Linked DNA regions of Sus scrofa: all the other regions are linked to region 1. The links are chromatin contacts, called in public HiChIP or PLAC-seq maps. All regions are on one chromosome and are shown on one strand. The core of a region is the stretch at or near the end of the contact, and the rest is flanking DNA. Distances in the headings are between cores, read along the strand shown.

Region 1 (2,700 bases), core at 192-2,691:
GTGGTTACTAGTCAGATTCGTTTTCACTGTGCCACAATGGGAACACCAGGATCCTCATTTTTAAAACTATCTATACAACATTCTTAAGCTTATTGTAAAATCCATTCCCATTATAAAACTCGTAAAGCCAGAAGTACAGAAAAGAGGCTTCCTCTTTCCTTAAACTTCCTATTTCACTCGTCCAAAATAATCACTATTGAAGAGTTTGTGTAATTTCTTTTGGATATCACACAATTTAAAACATAAATGATTTATTTTAAAAAGAAGGGAAAAAAGTCACAGTATCCATAATTTTCTGCGAACTTTGTTTTTTTTAAATAATCATACAGTATAATCCCTCATTTTGAGGCTAGAAAGAAAATGTATAAACCTGAAAATGCCATTTGTCTGAGACTGCCTCAATAATGACATTTCATTAAATAAATCCCCTTGATTCACATACATGTACTACCCAAAAGGGACTCTACAAATACGTTCACTGCAGCAGTGTTTGTTATGACGAAATTTTGAGAAAATTAAAAATGTTTCTCCATAGGGAAATAGAGGAAATAAGGTATACCCCAAAACAGAATATTACACAGTAGTGAAAGGAATAAACTACATTTATATGAAATGGGAGAGAATGATCTCAAAAACCTAATGTTGAATTTAAAAAAAAATACTTATGGAAAGACACATTTATGTGATTTTTATATATACAATATTATATCTATATTTTATAGACATATAAGTGTGGTAAAAAAAGGAAAACCTGGTATAGAAGGATACACACCAAATTTGTTATAATGGTTACCTCTGGGAAGTGTAAGTATCAGGACTGAGTGAGCACACTATGAGGATTTTAACTGTAATGTTAATTGTATAAAAATACAAACTTAAAAAAAAAGACAAAATATTAACACTTCTTAATTCTGGGTAGCAGACAGGAAAGAGTTAACATAGTAGCAACCCTGAGTGCTATTCTTTGAAAAAGCATGCTTACAAGGTTAGCCCTTGGCTGATATCTGGGAACATAGACTTCAGAAGGCTTCTCACTGCCCTAACAGATAAGAGTGGCTCACTGGGACTAGACTGGTTTTTTGCAAACAGTATGGTTTATGCTTAACACCCATTTTTCCTTCCAGGAGTTTAGAATTTGGAGATATGCTAGGCAGAGGGTACTTGTAAGACTAGCCGCCCCCACTAAAACAAACAAATGAACAAACAAAAACAACCCTGGCCACCGAATCTCTAGCAAGCTCCCCTGGTAGACAATATTTGGGTGTGTTGTCACAACTGCTGTTAGAGGAATTTAGTGTATTCAGCGTGACTCTACAGGAAAAGGACTTTTAGAGGTTTCTGCCTGGTTTCCTCCAGACTTTGCCCCATGAATCTTTTCCCTTTCCCAATTTTGCTCTGTATCCATTTGTTGTAATAAATATTAGCCAAGAGTAACTATATGCTGAGTCCTATGACTCTTCCTGACTCAGAGTCATGGAACATGAGGGTGACATTGGGGACCAGCTGACCCAGTTTTTGTTTGTTTTTTGTTTTATAATATGAAGTAAATATGAGAGGCTGAGCATATGAAAGAGTGGAAGGGAGAAAGGGAACAAGTGTTTCGAACTCTAAATCATTCCAAGCCCTTTCTTTTCTTATGAGACATTCAAGCAGACCTCAACTTCTCCTCCCACCCACAAGTTACTCCATGATCCAAAAAAAGCCACCTGCAAGAGATACCTCATCTGTCGCAGGCAGCCAACAGCATATTCTCGCACGTACTGATCTGGATAGTTGAAATCCAGAAGCTCCAGGGCCTCCCGCGGGGGCAGTTTAGGCCAAATCTGAAGTAGTGCCTGAAGCTGTTTAAAAAAAAAAAATGAAACTGGTTCAGAAATTTAGCAAAGTGATCTATTTTTCCTTGGTACACAGGAGCTGAGATGGAGCAAAAGAAAGGAGAAGCAAACTTGCAGTTTACTGAGGTATCAAAAGTCCATTATTATTATTATTATTTTTTTTTTTTTTTTTAAAGGGCCACACCCATGGCATATGTAAGTTCCCACCTAAGGGTTAAATCAGAACTGTAGCCACTGGCCTACACCTCAGCAGCAGCAACTCGGGATCAGAGCCGAATCTATGGCCTACACCACACGGCAGTGCCAGATCCTTTAACCCAGTGAGCGAGGCCAGGGATCAAACCCACATCCTCAAGGATATGAGTTGGGTTCGTTACTACTGAGCCACAAAGAGAACTCTTTGAAAAATACATTCTTGTTAATACAGATTAATAAAGACTGTCTCTGTTGAAATATTCTAAAAGGTAAGCAAGTATATAAAAGCAAGCTATTATGTTACTTACCTGGAATTTATGAATGCCACAATCATTACCCATTAAATAATTTTTTTAAAGGAAGGAAAGGTGGTGGGAGGGGGGTAAGGTGAGGGGAAGGGGGAAGGGAGAGAGCAGAGAGAAATGATCAAGAAATACTTACGGGAAAATTCAAAGTAAGAATATTAGCTTCAGGGCTCAACCTGATTACAAGCACTTTTTTTTTTTTTAGGGCCGCACCCCTGGCACATGGAGGTTCCCAGGCTAGGGGTCTAATCAGAGCTGTTGCTGCCAGCCTACACCACAGGCACAGCCACGCCAGATCCGAGCTGCGATCTGTGTCTGCGACCTTGACCTGCTGAGCTAGCCAGGGATAGAATCTGAAACCTCAT
Region 2 (2,700 bases), core at 67-2,566, 210 kb after region 1:
GAACTGAATGCAAGCCACAGCTGAGACCTAGGCTTACAGCTGCATCAACGCTGGATCCTTTAACCCACTGCGATGGGCTGGGGATCCAAACTGCACCTCTACGGTGACCCAAGCCGCTGCTGTTGGGTTTTTAACCCACTGCACCGGAGCAGGAACTCCTATTTACTACTTTTTACTGTCAATCTTCCAGTTCCCCCCTCCCCCCCAACAACAAAACATAAACCTCACAAGAGCCCGGGAGCATTCACCAATGCTTGGTGAATATGGTGCTTATTCTTTTCTGTTCCAGGAGTAGGAGGTGCAGCAGCCAGTGGGACAGAGGGCCTGCCCTCAGGGCTCGACAGGAATCCTACCAGGATCTAGGGGCCAAGAGAGACTCTCTGCCGCTGGGCTCAAGGTCACTTGGCACCCAAAATGGACAGCGACTGATCTCAGGGGCGCGGCCCTTCCGCACCACAGCGCCCTCTGGCGGCCACCCTCAGCCAGAGTCGGCGCCGCGCGGGGCTGCAGAGGGGCCTCCCTCCTGCCAGCGCGCTGGAAACCACAGGAGCTCCCGGGCTCGTTTCCTCCGGACTTGCAGACACTTCTGCTTTTGCCCGGGACGGGAAGAGGAAGGAGGGCTAGGGAAGGGCGAAGCTCGGGGCGGGGCCGGCGGGGAAGGGGGAGGAAGGTCGAGATTCTGGTGCCTTCTTCCATGGCGTCATCCGCAAGATTTGCTTTTTTCAAGTGCCAGGTCCCCTTATTTGGGGACAGCCTGGCTTTACCTCGTCCCAGCTCCGGTCTCATCTTCCTTCGCCTTCCCGGAAGGCGAGGGGCTGCGAGGTCAGAAGGCAGAGGCGGTGGCCCTCCAGTCCTCGGTGGGACTTGACGTCCCTCGACCCTGTCCTGGGTTTGGGATCGAGCTTCCACGGTCCGCGGGCACTAAGCGCGTCCCCTCGGGCACGATGTGGTGGACCCCCTGTCCCGCTCCCCAAGCGCGTCCCCTCGGGCACGATGTGATGGACCCCCTGTCCCGCTCCCTTTTGGTAGGAAAGAGCCGCCTGCCGCCCGAGCAGATATCAGGGCGCCACCTGGTGGCCGCGGCCCTCACCCCGCAACCCAAGCGCGCCTTTAGGGCCTGCTTGGCCCAAGGGAACCTGGTGTGGGTGTCTCCTCCAGGCCCTGCCCTTAACCTAGAATACCCGGGTCCATTTCACTTAGTGGTTGGGGCCCTGGATCGTTGGAAATAGGCACATTAAGGTGGGACGGGGTTTGAATTGCTGAGGAATGACAAAAACAGGATGGTTCCTGTTGATGTTGGCACTCAAGTTTCGTTTCCTGCCTTCACGGATGGTGTGAGGGCTCCAAGTGGGAGGGCTCCCTCCTCTGTACTCTATCCCCGCCACTTATCTATACTGTTCTTTTTATTCTAGTTTTGACAAGGCATGTATGATTATAAAGGGAATGCATAGTTATTGTTTTTAAAAAAAAAACACGGAGAAAATACCTCACGGTTTCTGTTAGAAGTCCTCCCCTTCACTGGAACATAGGTGTGTATTCCCTGGAAGTGCAGGTTTGCTTGTTCTCTTTCCTAGTTCTTGGTAGGACTGTTAACCTAGGGTCAGCCTTCCCTTCCTGCTGTTGGTAGGGCTCACCCATCCACCTCTAGGGCTGGAAACCACACTGGAGGCAGCTGGAGGAGTCTGGGGTGCAGTCAGGGGAGAGGCAAGGGGCAGTTCCCAAATTTTCTCATTGTTCTCTTTTTGCATAACATGATTACAGTTTTGCTGTTGTTGTTGTTCTTGTCAGTTTTTGGTTTTTTGGCCGTACCCAGGGCATGAAGAAGTTCCCCAGCCAGGGATCCAACCAGTGCCACAGCAGTGACCCAAGCCGCTTCAGTGCTTGATCCTTAATCCACTGCACCACAAGGGAACTCTGTCCTTGTCAGATTCTTGCTCTCTCAAAGACAATTTTATTTGTTTTTGTTTTGTTTTTTAAAAAATGAATTCATTTGTTTTTATTAAAGTATCGATTTACAGTGTTGTGCCAATTTTGGCTATACAGCAAATGACCCAGTCATACACATTTGGATACATTCCTTTTCTGTGTTATCTTCCATCATGGTCAATCCCAAGAGAGTGGATATAATTCCCTGTGCTGTACAGTAGGACCTCATTGCTTATCCATTCTAAATGTAATAGTTTGCATCTACTAACCCCAAACTCCCTGTTCATCCTACTCCCTCCCCCCCTTCTCCTTGGCAACCATGAGTCTGTTCTCCATGTCTGTGAGTCTGTTTCTGATTGGTAGATAGGTTCATTTGTGCCGTATTTTAGATTCCACATATAAGTGATATCATAAGGTATTTGTCTTTCTGACTTACTTGTGTGAATCTCTAGTTGCATCCATGTTGCTGCAAATGGTATTATTTTGTTCTTTTTTATGGCTGAGTATTATTCCATTGTGTATATGTACCACATCTTCTCTTTTAATGAGAGTTGCAACGTTTATTTCAGATTCTCTCTTGTGTTTTGGGGTGTCTTTTTTTTTTTGTATTTTTTTTTTTTCTTTTTTGCCACACAGGCAGTACGTGGGAATTCCTGGGCCAAGCACTGAACCTATGCTGCACAGCAGCAACCAGAGCCACAGTGGTGAGAACTCAGGAGCCTCAACCTGCTAGGCCATCAGAGAACTCCCTGTGCCACATCTTCTTAATCCATT
Region 3 (2,700 bases), core at 70-2,569, 250 kb before region 1:
ATTTCTTCAGAAGTGACGTGCACTTTCTCTGGGCGGTCTAGTATCAAAGGCTAAGGTAGGAGGTGGGATTCACTGACAGAGACGCCTCTCTGTTGAGCAAAGAGCTGAAATGCCATTTGTTGAGGGCTTGCTCTGGGCTGGGCAGGGCCCGGGTTACACAGTCCGGTGAGGTGGGTAGGAGGGCACACCCCTGACCCGGCATTTATGTGAATGGCACCCCTGGGCTGCAGAGCAGCAAGGCCCTCACTGTGCCCCCAGGAGGACACTAAACTTCCCTCAGGGGAGGATTCTGTGCTTCAGAGATGTTCAGTAGGTCTCTCCAGTTCTCACAGGCCTGAGTGGCACAGCCAGGACTCCAAGGGTGTCCTCCGTGCCAACCTCAAACTGGAATCAGAGGACACTTCCTCACAGACCTTGGAGAGTTATTCCAACACTATGGGCCTGGGTTCCCTCATCCAAAAAATGGACTCGTGAGTATTGACCCCTGCTGCTGTGAGAGTTAAATGATTCAAAGAATGCTATGTGCTGGCATTCACGGAGAATAATCTCCCATACTTCACAGATGCTGTTCTTTTTTCTTTCTATCTTTTTTTTTTTCGTCTTTTGTCTTTTTAGGGCCACACCCGTGGCATATGGAGGTTCCCAGGCTAGGGGTCTAATTGGAGCTACAGCTGCCAGCCTACACCACAGCCACAGCAACACCAGGTCCGAGCTGTGTCTGTGACCTGTACCACAGCTCACAGCAATGCCAGATCCTCAACCCACTGAGCGAGGCCAGGGACCAAACCCTCGTCCTCATGGATGCTAGCCAGGTGCATTACCGCTGAACCACTTCCATCCAGTGTTATTTCTGTAGTAGTAGCCGCACTACTAGTAGAATGTATTATCCGTCCCTATTTGAGATTCCTGGGAAGCTGGGCCAGTGTCCCCCTTGTCCACCAGGGGGCACCATCACAGAGCAGATGGATCCCTTTCCAGCCTCACCGTGTTTGTAGGGAAGGCCTCTGGTTTCAGCTGCAGAGCAGTCCTGGGATGCCAAAGGTCAGCCCCTCTACCGCCTGCCCCTGCTCTCTGCCCTGCCCTCTGGGACTGCCCCCCTCCCCCACCCCCAGGGCCGCTTGTACCTAGATTAACATACACCCTGGGGACCCTGGATCCGGAGTGTAGCAAGTTCACCATAATTTGGCAAATGGTTCACACAGGCCCAGGCTGGTGGACCCTCTTAGGAACTGTTGGGTGAACTCCAGCACTTGCCCCCCTCTGGATCTAAACACCCGCTCCCTGGGAGACGCCCAAGACCCTGGCCTCTGGCCTGTTCACTCTGCAGCCAGCACTTCACACAATGTGTGAGGGACTCCCTCAGGCCTCAGTCATAGATTGAGCTTATTGACAGGGCAGATTCCAAAGCCCCCAGCTGGGCCAGCAGTTCTCAGTAACTGCGCAGCACCTGGGAACTTGTAAAAAATTCTCCCCACCCCAGATTTATTACGTCAGAGACTCTGGGGTGGGGCTCAGCAACCCATGGTTAATAAGCCCTCAGGTGATTCTGCTGCCTGGGGAAGTCTGAGACCCATTGGCCTGCGCTCTTCTGTGGTGACAGGAATCCCTCTCCACAGACATTGCCAAATCCCTCGCCAGAGCTCCAGTGGGTCTAATCCATGATTTCCAAGGGGCTGAAGTGTTTTGTCAGTGGTGCGGTTGGTGGTTGCCAGGGCTGTGATCGGTATTTTCCCATATGATGGTGCTCAAAGCTATTGTGGCTTTATCTTGATGAAAATGTGTAATGTTTTCATGACAGTTGCTTAGCGAATAGAACCCCAACTTGTGACCGACAACTTCACAGATCATCAGATTTCATAATCTCTCTTGTTTCCAGCAGCGACACAATCTTTCTGTTCTGAGGCAAGGCGAGGTTGCCCTGAGATGGTGAGGTGGCTCTGTGACCTCGTGAAGGGGGAGGGCTGCTCACACCCAGTCCCTCCCCCCAGGGAAGTACCAGGCCTGGAAGCGATCGGTGTGGTATACGGAGGGATGGGTCTGTGCCTCTCATCCCTGAGTCTTTAGGAAGCTCACAACCTCAAATAAAATGTTGGCAGAAAGTGTGAAAAGTTCATTCCTTTCCCTTCGAGTCACCTCTGGGAGAGGAATTTCATAGAACTCAGCATTGCCATCCACATCCCCCAAATATGTATGGTGAGAAGGAAAAGGTAGACTGATTTCCTATGAAAATGGAGCTGGTGGCACCATGCAGGCAAGGCTTGCTTAATGATGCTGGAAGGTGTCAGAACAGTTTGGGTGTTTTTGGTTTTGGTTTTGGTTTTTTGCTACAGTGTGCAGTGGCTTGAAGCGGGGTCTCAATTCCCAGACCAGGTCCAGATTTGATCATCATGATCATCATGACATCATCAATATTTTACTCTAGCATGATGTCCAATGGGATAGGAAGACAGTGTCTTATGCTTCTAAGTCTTATGCATCTAAGTTGTAGTACAGAAACAGAGAGGTGACATCATGCTGAGGAAAATGGTGTATTTCTCTACCAGGTGAAAGCAACCTTTTCTCTCCTGTTTTCTAATTGCTACAATAAAAAAGCATTAGAACATTTGAGATCAACTGCAGTCTTCTGGGTACGAGAGTCTATGTTGATTTGATCTAGTAAGAGACCCTCAACTGGAACAGCAGATACAATTAGACGTATCA

What was found. HiChIP or PLAC-seq counts read pairs in DNA pulled down with a chosen protein or histone mark.
Region 2: an H3K27ac HiChIP or PLAC-seq map of alveolar macrophages shows a contact between it and region 1. The contact joins two enhancer-like sites. A contact is called at or near these places in 2 of 5 promoter capture datasets (fetal liver and liver), 30 of 47 Hi-C or Micro-C datasets (adipose tissue, alveolar macrophages, blood and 15 more) and 1 of 2 datasets of contacts at active chromatin or transcription factors (alveolar macrophages).
Region 3: an H3K27ac HiChIP or PLAC-seq map of alveolar macrophages shows a contact between it and region 1. The contact joins two enhancer-like sites. A contact is called at or near these places in 2 of 47 Hi-C or Micro-C datasets (both in embryonic fibroblasts) and 1 of 2 datasets of contacts at active chromatin or transcription factors (alveolar macrophages).

Annotation. Positions count from the first base shown.
Region 1 is chr13:79,467,795-79,470,494 of Sscrofa11.1, forward strand. PIK3CB (phosphatidylinositol 4,5-bisphosphate 3-kinase catalytic subunit beta isoform) reads right to left here. Exons shown (of 25, transcript XM_021069526.1): 15 at 1,720-1,841. Among named protein-coding and RNA genes, the nearest start is that of FAIM, 71 kb to the left of the region's middle. Within about 2 kb of position 1,442, at least 9 of the 83 cell types and tissues checked have an H3K27ac peak or open chromatin away from gene starts, as enhancers often do. A contact at or near this core is called in alveolar macrophages, fetal liver and skeletal muscle, where this site is marked.
Region 2 is chr13:79,674,400-79,677,099 of Sscrofa11.1, forward strand. No RefSeq gene overlaps it. Among named protein-coding and RNA genes, the nearest start is that of FOXL2, 34 kb to the right of the region's middle. Within about 2 kb of position 1,317, at least 43 of the 83 cell types and tissues checked have an H3K27ac peak or open chromatin away from gene starts, as enhancers often do. A contact at or near this core is called in alveolar macrophages, fetal liver and skeletal muscle, where this site is marked.
Region 3 is chr13:79,219,317-79,222,016 of Sscrofa11.1, forward strand. No RefSeq gene overlaps it. Among named protein-coding and RNA genes, the nearest start is that of ESYT3, 25 kb to the right of the region's middle. Within about 2 kb of position 1,320, at least 13 of the 83 cell types and tissues checked have an H3K27ac peak or open chromatin away from gene starts, as enhancers often do. A contact at or near this core is called in alveolar macrophages, where this site is marked.